2 separate regions of the Cricetulus griseus genome follow, and region 2 is linked to region 1. A link is a contact called in public Hi-C data. All regions are on one chromosome and are shown on one strand. The core of a region is the stretch at or near the end of the contact, and the rest is flanking DNA. Distances in the headings are between cores, read along the strand shown. Region 1 holds the start of Vcpkmt (protein-lysine methyltransferase METTL21D). Region 2 holds the start of Arf6 (ADP-ribosylation factor 6).

Region 1 (5,261 bases), core at 509-3,008:
CTATTTGCACTGTAGACTCTGCTAAAATATGGCTTAAAATGATACTGACTGCACTGAAAGGGGATAGTGTTCTCGAGGAATTTCTCAAATTTGAGTAATAGATGCCTTTTCATGGCAACAAATTTACACAGATACAAAGATGTACTGTGATGTTACTGGTTTTTAAACCCTCTGACTATCTTCTGTGTTTTAACTTTATTTGGTTTTTACATCTAGTGAATAACACCCACTGTTCTTAAACTCTTTGATGCCATGTCTTAAATGCCAGTATTTGCTGCTGAAGACAAAACCAGAAAATAGAATGGAAATAATAGAATGCACTGTGTTTATTATTTTGTTAAAATTACAAACAATTCTATATAACCCAATTATAGAAGAAAAGGGGCATGTATCTCATTAAGATGCACCTTTTGTTTGCAGTGTATGGTGTCTTTAGCTAATGATTTGCCTCTTGTTTGGGAAAACAAAGTTAATATGCCATGTATGTACAGTTTATTTATATTGTATATATTTAAAGATAATGCTAATAACCTATATAAATTTAAGTGACTTGAGGCCTATAATACAATCTGCTATTTTACTAATTTGTAAGTCAAGAACAAAAGTTTCTTATGGCATAGGAACCAACTGCCAACTGCCTTGTCTTCAAAACCTATTAACTTTCTTTAATCTCGTGTTAATTGAAATTTTTTAAAAGTTTTTTCCAGATTGGTAATATTTGAACAGAAAATACTTAAAGCTTTATTAAATTTTTAATCAGGCAGAGGATAAAGCTTTTGTCATTTGGACGTTCTCGTTCGAAGTGGTCAAAGGGTGTTATGCCGATAGAGCAGTAGCAGCAGTTGTAAAGTAGCCAAAAGCCACGTTGTTTATCTACTGGTCTGTGGCCTTTGACTGTGCTTTGTATCAGAGTTCTTAACAAGATTAATAAATCACCTCAGTCTTAATTTTTAAAAGATTTGCAATATTGTTTTTTTATCACAAAGAACAAAAGAAAGCTGGGTTCAGTGGCATACAGCTGTAGTTCCAACAGTTGAGAGGTCGAGAGATAAGGAGCTGGAGTTCAAGGTCAGACTCAGCTATGTAATGAGTTTGAAGCCTACTTGGGATACAGGAGACCATCCTGCAAAAAACAAAACCACCAACAAAGCTGAAAAGAGAAAAATCTACAAGAATCTCTCATCTATCATATATATATATATATATATATATATATATATATATATATATATATATATATATATATCATCTATCCATTTATCACCTTTGTGTGAGTATTTATGTGGTGTGCAAACCACAGATCCAGTGTGAAAGTCAGGCCAGTCTGCAGGAGGCCATTCTCTCCTTTACTAAGTGAGTCCTGGAATTCAGGTACTTGGTCTTGCTGGCCACCTTTTGGCCCCAGGGGATGTAAATATTAGAGGATTAACCTTTTTTTCCTTTGAGAGCAAGTAGCAAGTTCCCAGCCAATCTTTTTTATGTACTCATATAAAAAGACAGATGCACAGTAGGAAACTTCTTGAGCATAACCATTTGTGATAGGACCTGGATCTATAGCTGCCTAGATCTATAGCCAACAGCTCTGTGTGAGCCATTCTCCAGGCAACGAAAAGCACTGTCGCTTGCTTGCTTGCTTCAGTAGCAGCCAACCCGGCCGCTTACAGGTAGGTCCGCCGGCTCCAGCTGCCTTCCGGGCTTTGAGACTCACGCACGCGCTGTGGACAGCCGCTCTGCCGCTGGGAGGCGCGGGCCGTGCGTGAGCGTGACGTCACCACGTGCCACAGCCTGTAGCGGCAGCAATGGCGACCGCCGTGGAACCGGCGTCGGAGCCGGAGGCGGAGGACCCGCTGTGGAGCTTCGTGCGGGTTCTGGAGAAGCGGGATGGGACAGCCCTTCGGCTACAGCAGTACGGCTCCGGAGGCGTGGGTTGCGTGGTGTGGGACGCCGCCATCGTCCTTTCCAAGTACCTGGAGACGCCGGCGTTTTCCGGCGACGGGGCCCACGCGCTGAGTCGCCGCTCGGTGCTGGAGCTGGGCTCGGGCACCGGGGCTGTGGGGCTCATGGCCGCGACCCTCGGGTAAGAGCTGGCGGGGAGGCGCTGGCGGGCCCGCATCGGGTCACCGGCCCGCAGCCGAGAGCCTGGTCCCCAACCGAGGTTGTTTTTTAGGGCAGATGTTGTAGTCACCGATCTCGAGGAGCTGCAAGACTTGCTGAAAATGAACATTAATATGAACAAGCATCTTGTGACTGGTTCTGTTCAAGCCAAGGTACTGAAATGGTTTGTATGGCCTTTCAGCTTGTTTTAAATTGCATTCTCTGCTCAAGGCGTGGCTAATGAGGGAAACTTTCTTTCTGCTTCTCGTTTCTGAAATGAATATTTTAAATTGTTAAAGCGTCGGTTAAAGACATACGTTTGACATTTTTAAGGGGGGAAGAACTAGAAGACTTGACTTCACCAGACTACATTTTGATGGCTGACTGCATATACTATGAGGAGGTGAGTGTTGAGTGAGCCGGAAGGAAGCCCGCGTTTCTTCACGTTGTAACAGCTCTGGGTGTGGGATATTAGAGAAGACAGAATCGTCATGGTCAGCGTGTGTATACAGTTCAGGATAAGCAGACAGGCCTGCGAATAGTGGTTGGGAAACTTACATGCACTCTACTGAAGGGTTTTTGTAAGTTTTTTAAAAAAAGGGTTTTCCCATTTGGATATATTATGAAAAGCTAACCCATCCCTCCCTCCTTTCTTTCTTCCCCACTCACTGCTAACCAGGACATTGAAAATTAAGATGCAAGTCGGGCATGGTGGCTTACACCTGGAATCCCAGGACATAGGAGCAGGCCCAGGCAGGATGGTTGCCATGAATGCTAGGCCAGCATAGGCCACAGAGTTAGACCCTCCCAAGAATTAGTTAATTTTCAGTGACAAGATTTATTACACTTGTGGAATGAATTTTCTTTACATAGCAATTTATACAGTGCTGGGCAGTATTTGTTTTTAAACTAACAGCTGTTGCACCAACTGATGTTCAAATATGGGGTCAGCAGTTAAGAGCACATATTCTTCCAGAGGGGGATCCAATTTCTCTGGCCTCTGCAGTCACTTAACACCTGTGCACATGCCCATACACAGAAAACACACATGCACATAATTAAAATAATAAAAATAAATCTTACACCACTAGGGTCAGGCTGGCTTTTGTAAATATATTGTTGATTGTTTAAATACCACATTAACTTAGGTTAAATGAAATTAGACTTTTAAGATTTGTATCTAACTAAGCACAACTCCTGTAATGCCAGCACTTGGGAGGCTAAAATAGAGGAATCTCTGCAAGTTCAATGCCAGCCTAGTCTATTTAATACACCCCTATTCAAACAAAAAGAAACAAGTCAATTCTGCCTGTTTTCCTGTGGAAACAAGATCTAATCTTTAGGATTTTGTTGTTGATAGAAATCAGTATAATTGTTGCTTAGTCAGTGGTTGTTTAACAATCTAGTTGTGGAATGTTGTGGTATTGATTCAGAATGGTTTGATTATAGGGCAGTTGGCCTCTTCACCTCCTGCCGCCTTTGTGTAACAGGAAATTCTTGAAGTAATAAATTGAAAATTGTCCTTTGTTTTTTAAATAGTCATTGGAACCATTGCTAAAAACATTAAAAGAGCTCAGTGGATCTGAAACATGTATTATATGTTGCTATGAACAACGTACAATGGGGAAAAATCCAGAAATTGAGAAGAAATATTTTGAGGTGAGTATTGTGTGTAACAGTCATCCTCTGGGGAGCTGTATGTGGTTGCTCTGACAGTTTCATCTGGGGAAAACTTTCTCTTGATAACCTGAGGAGAAGATCCTCCACAGCCCTCCTGCACAGAGCCCACCGTTCTCGGATCTTCCCAGTCTTGAGTCGTCTCTGTTCTCAGTAGTCCATATTGTTCCGCAGAGCAGTGTCGGGGACTGGTGATGACAAGTTTGTCTTTCCTGAGACCGTTTACAAGACTGTTCAATACAGACTGGCTCTGAAGCTTATCAGCGATGTGTTTTAAAGAATACCTGATACAAATGTGCAAGTGGTGACTTTTAGTTCTGTATTTTCCTATATATTTTTATTATACATTTTACCTAGTTAATCACTTTCAGGGTTTTAGTCACCAGATTTATCCCTGGAGCATGAGCCAACTTGTCAAAGCCCATTCCCTGTGAGGGGATGCCATGTTCAGCCTTAATGCAGTGGGGAGGGGCTTGGTCCTGCCCCAACTTAATGTGCCATTATGTCAACTCCCCGTGGAAGCCGTTACCTGTCGGGAGGAGTGGATGGGGGCGTAGGTTGCAGGGAAGGTAAGAGGGGGTACCAGGGGGAGACAAGGGGGGGGGCGGGAGAAGAAATTTTTTAAAGGGAGGCCTATTTTCCGATATCTGTCCTTCACTCTTCCTCCAAGCGGTGACCTAGATCCTTTTATGGGCACAAATTCAGCCCATTGAAAATTGGCTTAATGACAAAAGCATGTATATGACTCCCTCAGATAACATACACTGAGTTCCATGTTTTTCATGATTATGAGGCAATGTTAATGAACTTTTGAAATTATGTATAATTAAAATAATTTGTATTTAGTTAAAACATGTCCAGCACACGTATATCAAGTTCTCAGCTCATGCATTTTCATCCAAATAACTGCTCCAACATAAAGATACAGAAATGAGAAGGTTTCCACGTTGCCCTTACTGGTCGGTCATTCTCCAGCAGTGATCATCACCCTGACTTCATTACCATAAGTCTGTCCAAATTACTGAGTATAACATGTGTGTCCTTTAAATTTACAGCTCCTCCAACTAGACTTTGACTTTGAGGAAATCCCTTTGGACAAACATGATGAGGAATACCGAAGTGAAGACATTCGTATTATATACATCAAAAAGAAAAAATCAGTACGTGTATTCATAGTTCTTCCTACTCTGAGATCTCACCAGCTGATGTGGGCTAAGGTGTTGTCAAGTTCTTCACCTCTACATAGTGAAATAGCAATGGTGACTGACTGGCTGCAGGCATTGACACTCAAGATTTCCATCTCTGGCCTGTCCTGACTTGGGTTCTTGGTCACAACCCAGAACTCAAGAAATAGAAGGCTGTGCAGTTGGAAGCCAGGCTGGGCTACATAATGAGACCTTATCTCAAAAACTGTATGGCCGGCCAGCTTTGTTTCTGCCATGCTGGGGGTAGAACCCATGCCCTTGCATGTGATGGGCAAGCTGTTCGCC
Region 2 (5,097 bases), core at 1,737-4,236, 190 kb after region 1:
CAAATAAACTAAAAATAACCCATCTCACCTGCAACATTCAGTAATAGCAATCACTTGTATAAAATTTTAACTATGCCCCCAGTTATTTTAAGACACACAAAAAAATGGCTGTCTACCAATCTGTCTGTCACAAGTTAGAATACTACATTTAAGAATCAACATGAGGGTTTCAAGTTTCCTCCAGTTTAGGCATTTATACCTTTGTGCTTATTTTGTTTCAGGATGTTACTGTAGCATTGATATTTGTATAACCATATTTATGTACCTTAAAATGTAATCATTTAAAACACTAAGAATTACATTTACGGTGGAGCTTTGGGAATTTTTAAAAGCAACTATAATGTTCTTAAATATGTGAATCAGCTTCATTTCTAGAGATATTTTTATTAATGTGAAACTGAGAACTTTAGGTTTTAGTTGCGTCTTGATTTCAAAATCCCTCTGCACCAATAGGAGCCTACAACATAGCACCTTTTCTCATCTGCTTTTAGTTAGTTTTACTTACAGCTCATTTTTGTATAGCCTTCTGTTTCTCATACATCTTTGGTAAAAGCTCCATTATACAATATGGCCAAAACATGAAGGACCAATACTGTCCAACGATACCATGATATCCGGCTTGACTTTAGTTTTCAGACACCCTCATAAACAGAACCATTCCACCTTTTCCTGTATCCTGCCCTGGCAGTCTACATTTCCGAAACTCCCTAAGTTTCATTCCTTGAGGATCACTACATTAATCCTTAAGGCTACACAAGAACCAGATGCTGCTTCACAATTCTGAATCAACATTAACATTTGGTTCAAAATTATCACCATAGTGGTCTCAATCTAGTAACTGGTCCTAACCAGCTCATCTTGTTAAGATCTGGATATCACCAGAGAGCACAATGCTTACCCTTAAAGAAAAATAAATTTACATTCATTGTCATCTGTAGGTTCTTTCTCGTCATCCTACTCCCTGTGTCACCCCTCCAGTCTCCATCACTCATTCAGCACATTTCTTCCTTAAAGGAGACGATCTACGACTGAACCAACAGGATATCTATTTGCATGAGTTAATACTACAATCAAGCAAAACTAAATACCTTTTTTTTAAATAAAACATCTTTTCCAGTGTTTTAATTAATGGAGATGTAGATCACTCATCTATTTAAAAAAAAGTCATATATCTTCAGTTTAATCAGTTGCTGTAATGTGAAAACAGGAATGTGTATTTTTTTTCCAGCTAGGAAAAGGTGCATATAATTTGACTTTTTAAATGTTTTATTAGTGAACAAAGTAAATGTTTAGTAATTTTAAAGCTACTTGTCTTAAGAGATTTGAAACAAGGTAACATATGCCGATTTTGCCCGAAAGTCACTTAAAATATCTACAAATATTTCATCTGTGTGGCGTACACCATTATTGCTCCATTTTCTGGAAAGAGTCTATTTTTAAAGGAAGAAGAGAGGGAAATAGCAAAGTTACTAACTTTGCAGTTTAAAAGATCTGCCCCCTTGTAGAGGTGAGTTGTTTTATGCAGCGTACGTTAGCTATGGTGAGGGAACTTGAGTTTACTCCTACTCATGCACTTTAATAGCTGACACCTGAAGGGATTCCCTACATTACCTGTTTCACACACTGATGTGCAACTGGAACATTACACTGGTATTACTCATTATTTTGCCACTGTGGGCTAAGTTCACCATACTGGTCTTGGATATAAAAGGTCACATTTGAAATTGCTAAAGTTAGCACTAACAAGGAAAGGGGGAAGGCCTTAAATATAAAAGACAAACGGCAGTTTGATTAAGCAATAATTTTCAGTTTACTAGATGAAACAGACTCGCAACATAGTCTGCATGAATGCAAAATAAGCCATCTACAGCAAGTGGTAAGAAACTGGGCAAAAAGGAAAAAAGCATACATTGGGGGGAAAAAAAGATTCTCTCGACATAAAAAAATCAAACCATTATTATAAAGGATTTTACCAAGAGCTGCTATTACCCCACCCCGTTTGCTGGAAGTCACAAGAGCATCTAGCACTGTTTTCGTGTCAAATATCAGATCAGAGCATCCTAACGCAAAGCCAAAAAAAAAAAAAAAAAAGAAAGAAAGAAAAAAATAAAGAAAAAGAAAAAGAGGAAACCCCAACCCCACTAAACCGTAGAACAGTAACTCCAGAGTTCAGATTCAAAAAAGAAAGTGGCAATTGAAAGAGGTTGATGATGGTGGCGATAATCCTATGAATGGGTTTTTGATTTCTCTCCTTCCGGGGGATGGGTGGAGGATGCTCATTAGGATTTGTAGTTAGAGGTTAACCATGTGAGCCCCTCATAGAGTCCGTCCCCGGAGGTGGCACAGGAGGGCTGCACATACCAGTTCCTGTCCCGAATCCGGGTCAGGCCCAGTTTCTCCTGGATCTCATGGGGTTTCATGGCATCGGGCAGGTCCTGCTTGTTGGCGAAGATGAGGATTATGGCGTCCCTCATCTCCCGGTCATTGATAATGCGGTGCAGCTCCTGGCGGGCCTCGTCGATGCGGTCGCGGTCGGCGCAGTCCACCACGAAGATCAGACCCTGGGTCCCGGTGTAGTAATGCCGCCAGAGCGGCCGGATCTTGTCCTGGCCGCCCACATCCCACACGTTGAACTTGACGTTTTTGTAAGTCACCGTCTCCACGTTGAAACCCACCGTGGGAATGGTGGTCACCGACTGGCCCAGCTTCAACTTGTACAGGATCGTTGTCTTGCCGGCTGCGTCCAGACCCAGCATGAGGATCCGCATTTCCTTGTTCCCGAAGATCTTGGATAGCACCTTCCCCATCGCGTCGGAGGAGCCGGGGCCGGGGGCATTCAGGTGTCCCGGGTCCCCTCAGCCTATAACGCCGCCGCCGCTGCCGCCGCCGCCGCCGCTGCTACCGCCGCGAGATCGAAACGGAGCCGCCCCCGCGCGAGGACGCCCTGCGTGCGGCCTGCGCGAAGCTGCCTGCTAGGGGCAGGGGCCCGGCCTGCGCTCACTCGGGCATCGCCCGCCGCCCGGGCCCTGCGTCTGCGCCGGGGAGAGCCGCCGCCCTGCTGAGGCGAGGCGAGGCGCGGCCGGCCCGGAACTGCCCTTCCCCCGCAGGCGCCGCCGACAGCAGCTCCGCCGCCGCCTCGGCACGCGGCGGCTCAACCGCGGCCCTCCCGCCGGCCCGCGAGCACCGGGCTCGCCACCGACCCGGGTCACCCGACGAGGAGCGCGGCTCCGCGCCCCGTCAGGTCATGGATCCTCGCGGGAACTCGGTGCTGCCTGCAGGGACACAGAGAAGGGAAGAAGGGAGTTACCGCCGGGACTCCGTGGGTGCGGAGGCCGACGCGGCCCGCCGGTCGGGGATCGGCCCGGGAGGGTTACCTCCAGCTGCCGCCGCCGCCGCCCCGAGCGCGGGTTCCCTCCGGCCTGCACCTCCTCCTCCTCCTCCCAGCTCTGCCGCCGCCGCCGCTGCCGCCGGAAAAGGCGCCGAGGAAACCGCCTCACTTCCCCTCCCGACTGCGCGTGCGCAACTCGGCCCGACCGTTCGGAAGAGCGCGACCTCAGTAAGGAGAGTGGTGGCCCGCGCGCCCAACGTCACGGGCGCCACGCGCCGGGGGGCGGGGCTACGGCGGCTCGCAGGACCCAGGGAGGCGCCTCGCGGAAGCCCGGCGGCGCGGGGTTGGCGACGCGCCCACCTGTCGCTCTCCCGGGGGGTCTTCCCCGGTTTTTTCCTCCTCCGCCGCTCGGAGGCGCGGGGTGCAAAGCCGCTTGCGGGGTGGGCGTCGTCGGCGCTGGAGACCGACGCCCCCACCCACGCTGCCGAGGCTTGTTCCCAGACTCCCCGCGCAACGTCCCTCCCGCTCGCCCCAGCCTGCCAGCAACACGGTCTCCTTTCTACCCGGTCGCCTCCCGACTTCCTCCAGCTTCCTGGAAGACACGTGGGAGGTCGGCGTGCCACCGAAGCCGTCCGTCAAAGTAGCCCTCACTTTTTTCTAGTCTTGGGTTTGCTCCGAAACCCTGCTTTGGAACGTTTAAACTCCTTCTCTTTGTAAGTCTCGTCGGAACCGCCCACGTTTCTTAGGAAAAGAGTATCAGGGCCGACGACAATGAGGACCTGTGCCCCAGGCTCAGAACGCATAGGGTGAAAGGAGAAAACTCCCTTAAATTGACCTCTGGGCTGCACGAACAATAAGGAAACCTATTTGGGTTTTGTTTCGGTTTTTTTTTTTTAATACTTTCTCATTTAGTGTCCGTGTGCGCAGGAGAGGTCAGAGGACAACTTGCCAGAGTCAATTCTTCCACCATGCGGGTCCTAGCTATCAAACTCAAAAGTCATCAAGCTTGGCGGCCCCCACCTTCACCTGCTAAGCCAGCTGGTCCTGGAAACATTTTTTGTATTAAATGAATAGTGTTAAGGTTAGAATAGAAACTTTAAATATCAAATAAGGGCAGAAATAAACACAAGGGGAGAAAAGAAAGTTAAAAGAAGTTGTTACAACAGCGTTTGATAATAATACTGTTTCTATTTTGTAACCTAAGAAAATCTGTAGCCACCAGCGAGACAAGGTGGCTCAGCCTGTCCCCGAACTGATGAAAGTGAGGCATAAATTCTAGGCCAGCCTAGGCCTAGGCTGTCACCATTTGACACGTAATACATTTAATGTTTAATTCAGGCTGGAGTCCCAGGCTGGCATCACATTCACTGTGTATAGCTCAGGATGTTCTTGAAATTATTATTCTCCAGCCTCCACCTCCGAGGAGAGGGGATAGGGTTAGGATTACTGGTGTGACCCCACTTATGGAACAACCGGTACTTGAATCCACACCAGGCTTTTCACTTGGGTGCTGACTGAAGGTTTGAACTCTGGTATTTGTGCTTACAGAGCAAGTGCTTTTTAGCCTCTGAGTCATCTCCCCAGCCCCAATAACAAACTATTAAAGAATAATTATAATACAAAACAATTAACAATGGCAAGAACATAGTCACTGATAGTGAAAATTTTAAACTTGGAATATCATGCCACTTTCTAAAAATAGGTCAATTTGGGGGCTGTTTGAGATGGCTTAGTGATTAAAGCACTTGCCACCACTCCGGACTTGAATT

Evidence for each region. Hi-C and Micro-C count contacts between places; a contact is called where the count stands out from the background.
Region 2: a contact with region 1 is called in a Hi-C map of the CHO-K1 cell line, with 4 times the contacts expected there. The contact joins the promoter of Arf6 here to the promoter of Vcpkmt in region 1. A contact is called at or near these places in 4 of 8 Hi-C or Micro-C datasets (the CHK-Q cell line, the CHL-YN cell line, the CHO-K1 cell line and 1 more).

The regions. Positions count from the first base shown.
Region 1 is chr5:133,803,769-133,809,029 of CriGri-PICRH-1.0, forward strand. Vcpkmt (protein-lysine methyltransferase METTL21D) reads left to right here and starts at 1,759. Exons shown (of 6, transcript XM_027418157.2): 1 at 1,759-2,077; 2 at 2,168-2,278; 3 at 2,428-2,497; 4 at 3,634-3,753; 5 at 4,827-4,931. The coding sequence starts at 1,800. Sos2 (son of sevenless homolog 2) reads left to right here. Exons shown (of 23, transcript XM_027418159.2): 23 at 1-956.
Region 2 is chr5:133,997,494-134,002,590 of CriGri-PICRH-1.0, forward strand. Arf6 (ADP-ribosylation factor 6) reads right to left here and starts at 2,987. Exons shown (of 1, transcript XM_027418155.2): 1 at 1-2,987. The coding sequence starts at 2,807. The coding sequence ends at 2,280.